Regions from separate parts of the Mus musculus genome. Here region 1 is linked to region 2. Evidence: chromatin contacts called from public HiCAR-type data. All regions are on one chromosome and are shown on one strand. The core of a region is the stretch at or near the end of the contact, and the rest is flanking DNA. Distances in the headings are between cores, read along the strand shown.

Region 1 (2,700 bases), core at 6-2,505, 340 kb before region 2:
GCCCACAGTCATTATAAGAAGGGGCATTCTGAACTACCATCTCTTTAGAGTGCTGCCTGGGCTTAGGATTCTAGAACATTTCTGATTCCTTAGATGAACTTTGTTAAATTTAACGTGTGTTTTTACAGTTATTAAAGCTGCAGTGTCGGAGTAGCCATCACTGTGATGCAAAAGCACAGAGTATAGTCATAATTCTCCAGCAGAGAGTTGATACTCCTTTTTAAAAACATTCAAGGAGCTGGGAGAGATGTCAGTTGTCAAAGCATTTGCTGCACAAGGGTGAGGACATGAATTTGATCCCCTAAGAGCCACATTAAAAAAAACCATAACCTAGATGTCCCCGCTGTTCCAGCACTGGGAAGGCAAAGACAAGAAGATCCCTAGAGATTCCTGGTCAATCAGTCCAGCCAGACTGGCAAGCCTCAGGCTCATTGGGAGATTCTGCCTTAAAGAACAAGACAGAGTGTGATAGAAGACCACAGTTGATGTCAACTTCTGTGTGTGTGTGTGCACAACACACACACACACACACACACACACACACACACTCACTTGCACATGCACAAGCACAATCTTTTTATTGGTGCAGAAAGACTCAATAATTACAGGTAGTCAAAATGGTATCCAAGCTTTCTACAGGTAACTATATTGTGTATTTGCTAATTCACTAAAAATGTGCAAATTCTATTAAGTGTCTGCCATCACTTCATTTTGCGACAGGGTATCTCCCTGGATGGATCTTGCCAAGTAGGCTAGGGTGGCTACCAGAGAACCTTGGGGATCTGCCCGTTTCTGCTTCCCCAGTGCTGGGATGGCAACCATGTGACATGAGGCCTGGCTTTTTCTTAGATGGGTTCTGGGGATTGAACTCAGGTCTTTGTGTTTGCAAGGCAAGTGTTTCTTTCATTCGGCTGTTTCTCCTGCACTATCTTTTATTCTTTATTATTATTATTTTTTGCCCCAATTTACTTTTCTAGGTCAGCTGTTCACTTGGCTCCTTGGAAATCACCTGAGCTTTGACCATGGGACTTCCATATCCAAAATATGGCTAATCTTGACCCTCTCATTGCCCAAGTTTAAATCCAAATAAAATTCCCTTCTGTCTGATCTCAGATTTACGATTGTTCTGGGAAATGTCACAGAAGCAGAGGCGGTGTTATTATACTAAAAATAGTTGTCAGAAACAGAGTCATGCAGAAAGCTTCTGGGGATTTGGCTCTAAAAGCTCCCATGATGTCTGGTGACAGGTTCATTTGAGGTCCAAATGATGAAACATTACTTAGAGGTAGAAATGAATGACTCTATCTAGTGGAGTTCACATGTTGGTTAACACTCCTCTTCTGTTTTGTGTTGCTCACCCCTCTTTTGACCATGAATACAAAATACTGGGAAGACCGCCGTCAAGGGTCACATTTTCCTCCAGTTGTGAATGGATATTGAAGCTTAAGCCTGCTTGGATTACGGGGGGCTTAAGGTATACAGACATCTGTGAGTGTGAACACTTGAGTCTGGGCACCCTTTTATCTGTTCTGGCACCCGTGGGAGGCTTAGCTGCTGCTCACTGTTGCAAGGCCCACAGAGGGAACCCAAAGCAAAGTTGTGTGCTTCTATTAAGAGTCTGACTGTTTGGAGGGCAGAAACAACCACATGCAAAAATAGAAGAGCAGAGCAAGGGGAGTGCCAAGGGTCCTGGACTGTGAGACGTGGGATCCTGAGATGGATAAATATGTTATAAAGACTCCTAGAAGGCTGTGATGAGGCTTTGGATTTGAAATCCTTTCTTTTATGCATTTATATTTGGAAATCTATTTCTAAAACAATTAGAAAAATATTCATTCAATTTACAAACTTTAAAAAAAGGAATGGTGCTGTGTGTCTCTGTGTGTTTGTGTGTGTGTGTGTGTGACAAGCTCTCACTCTGTAACCTTGGCTGGCCTTGAACTTACTATGTAGCTCATGTTGGCCTTGAACCTGAAGGGGTCCTTCTGCCTCTGCCTCTGCCTCTGCCTCTGGGGTGCTAGGACTATGAGTACTGTCCATAGCCCCCGCCAAGGTTTACTTTAAATAAATATTCTCTCTACTTAGGATTTTAAAATTATAAGGTTTGAGAGAAGGAACTCACCTTTTCTTAGGAGGTTAGCTAACTGTTGTAACCTTAGACAGTAACTCCACAAGGGCAAAACCAAAATAAAACAAAAACAAAAAAACAAAACACCATAGGCCTGTCTGGTTCTTGTGATTTTGCCATGTGTGGCATGGGCCTTATAAAGCAGTGACTATCTGCCTAAGAGTTGGTCAAAGGAATCATGTCATGAATGAGGCCTGTGTTTTGTGAGATGGAGGACAGTTTGAACAGGGACACTGACATGAGAAGTAGATTGATTAGAATAGAGGTCCCTGGAGAGGATGTGGTAGAAGGAACACAGCCTAGGCATAGAAAGGCCAAGCTGCAGATGGTTTTGAATAAGGGCCTGTTAGGCAACATGGAAGTTCACAAGTGGGAAAATAATGGTAAGTGGTTTCAGAAGAAAAAAAAGAAACCTTATGAGGTTAGTAAAAAGTGAGTTGGCATGGTGGAGCGGCTACTTAACATTTTTGTTTGTTTGTTTGTTTGTTTTGAAATTAATGAGGCATAGGGCCAGATGATAAAAATTGACCTTCAAAAAACTCTTCAAAGCCATTCTAAGAGACAGATGCTAA
Region 2 (2,700 bases), core at 176-2,675:
AGGCATTTGTTGCTATAGTTAGGGCTCTGATGAGGACACACCAAAGACATTCAAGCAAAGTTATAACAGAGGGTGCAGTCAGTACAGAAAGGGAAGGCAGAGGAAGAACCTAACCTGGGATCAAGGGGAAAAGAAGACAGTACTGTCACTTCTCTTGGATCCTCACAGCTAGCCTTTCCTTGAAGAAAAAGAGGGGGATGGGAGGAAGTACTTGGTAGTAATTTCCCTTTGTGAATAGATCACTAGAACATGAGAGGGTTTTTTTTTATGAATGGATCATTAAAACATGTGGCTTTTTATGCTCAAGGCTCCCTTGTTTTGATCATCACTGAGTACATTTGAGTAGGGGATGAATAGATTCTGGCTTAGCCTACAGAATGAGCATAAAGGGTCCTGATGTCTTTTGATCAAGGATTGATTTGTTGGGATTGCTTTTTAGATGATTTAGGCTGTAGCGTCTACAAGGCAGCTTGCACGAAGATACCAGAGAGGTTGTGAGAGGGAATGGTGACCCCACTGCAGCACTCTGGTCTTCACCAAGTGCTGCTATGGGGTTTTGAACACCTACAGGATCCATGACTGAGGGGAGTGCAGGCCTCTGTTGGTGCTTCATTTAGGTCTTAACCATATGAGGTAGGAGATCATGGGCCAACCTCAGCAAGAGCCACCATGCGAAGAACCTAGTAAAATGTGTATAATCCACACATGGGAAAACTCAGAGATTCCTTGTGAATACCAGTGGCCTAAAGTTAAACAAATGGTGACAGCAAGTCTGAACAATTTAATTGATGCCAAATGAGTATGGCCATAATGTCCCTGAAGCAGGACAAATACTGGCTAAGGCTCTGGACCTACCCTGAGGATCAGATGCTAAGCAGCGCCTACCACATACCCGGGGAGCCCCTGTTTAAAAATACCCAGTGCTCTCGCTTTGATTTTAGTAAAGTGAAGTTTGAATATAAATCAGAACATTCATCTTTATCAGCTTGTTTTCTGTTCTTGAAAGCCCTAGCTAAAGCTGTCAGTTAATATCTGTAGTTCAGATTAGAAACGACAGAGGAAACATCAAAGGACTGGAACTTTACATACCCAGTAACACAACAGCCTCTCCATTAGGTCTCCTGAGAGATGGACATACAAAAAAATCCCTATTGTGGGAGCCAGGAGGGAGCAGGAAGCTTGGGCTGAAGTCCAGGGCTGTCTCTGGGATAAGTAAAAAGCATTTGAGTTAGTTCCCAGCATGGAGGTGCTAAACGCCACAAAACTGAGTCATGCATTGGTCCGTCATCAAAGATAAACTGTTACCAAATGAATCAAAAATTTTAAGCCTCTGAGGTAAAAGAGAAGTTTCTGAGCTCATACTCTGTCTAGGCAAGCTTTTGAGTGTTTTCTTGGATGAACCCACTCATATCCGCTTGCCTTAGGTGGCAGACTACGCCACTGACGCCAGAGAGTGGGGCATGGAAGGAGGTCCTGGAATGGCTCTGTCTGATCTGGTTAGGGCTCCTTCCTCCCTCCTTCTCTGGTGGGAGTGGTATCCACCAAGCCACAGAGAGCCTCTTACCTCATCCCTCACTCTGATGCCTGCTTCCCGATATGAGGACTAAGCCAACTGATGTCTCTGGTTAATCATAGGTCTAACAGCCCTGTGACAGCAGGCCTTTCAAAACCTTCACTTCCAAGTTTCCCAAAATAGTCTTCTCAAATGGACAACAGCTTCTTTGAGGTACAACTCACCCATTGTGCATTTTGCTCACTCATTTTTGAGTGCATTTGTGGAGCTGATCAACCATCACCACAATTAAGTTTTGAACATTTTCATCACCTTGGAAAACCCAATCCCTTTTTACTGACACATTCAATTTTTTTAGAACTCTTTCAACTTCTGTAAACCATAATTTACTTTGTGCTGTTATGGAGCCCTTTATCTTATAACTGATGAAATGGGATCTCCCAGCAATTTGCCTTTTGTGACTTGCCCTTTTGACTAGCATGTGTGAGGCTTTTGAGGTGTATTTATACCGTATCATGGAACAATATTTCATTAGTTTTATGGCAGAACAATTCTAGTGTATGGGCCTACTGTGCTTTGCTGAAATGTTCAGGAGTGGATAGATTCTTGGTCTGTTCCCATCTTTTGGATATCGCACACTGTATGAGACTATAAGGATGTGTGTTCTCACCTTTCTTGGCTTTACACCCAGGAGTGGAATTGCTAGTTGGTAAGGTCTCTTAGTGCTTACTCTTTCAGAGATCTTAATAGACTGCATTCTAAAGCAGCGGGATCATTTTATATTTCAAACAGAAGTGAATAAAAATTACCATTTCTTCACATCACCACTATTGCTTGTTATTCACGGTCTTTTCTTTTGTAATCACACATCCAGGTATAGAGTGCTAGCTAGAGTTTCTTTATTAATTTGTTTATTGGGATAGTATTCTTGGGTAGTGTCTTCGTATTATTCAAACACTGAGTTCTGTGAAGCGGAGAGCTGAATGCAGAATGAGCTTTGGTTATGTTAAGTATCACCTGTCTCAAATGTTTTGAGAACATCTTTTCCATCACCTTCCGATTGGTTTAATAAAAAGCTAACTAGCCTATAGCAAAGAAGAAGAGAAGAGGCAAGACTTCTGACAGAGATAAGAACTCTGGAAAAGAGTCAGACCCTGTTGCGCTCACCTCGTCCAGCAAGAAAAAAA

The links. HiCAR-type assays count read pairs that join an accessible place to other places.
Region 1: a contact with region 2 is called in a HiCAR-type map of astrocytes, with 4 times the contacts expected there. The contact joins two enhancer-like sites. A contact is called at or near these places in 2 of 484 Hi-C or Micro-C datasets (bone marrow-derived macrophages and ventricular fibroblasts) and 1 of 115 datasets of contacts at active chromatin or transcription factors (astrocytes).

What each region holds. Positions count from the first base shown.
Region 1 is chr2:118,049,001-118,051,700 of GRCm38.p6, reverse strand. The region is part of intron 4 of Gm13986 (predicted gene 13986); the gene reads left to right. Among named protein-coding and RNA genes, the nearest start is that of Gm25308, 28 kb to the left of the region's middle. Within about 2 kb of position 1,255, at least 10 of the 459 cell types and tissues checked have an H3K27ac peak or open chromatin away from gene starts, as enhancers often do.
Region 2 is chr2:117,709,151-117,711,850 of GRCm38.p6, reverse strand. Gm32210 (a long non-coding RNA gene) reads right to left here. Exons shown (of 3, transcript XR_374901.1): 2 at 1,090-1,203. Among named protein-coding and RNA genes, the nearest start is that of Gm32210, 5.6 kb to the right of the region's middle. Within about 2 kb of position 1,425, at least 34 of the 459 cell types and tissues checked have an H3K27ac peak or open chromatin away from gene starts, as enhancers often do.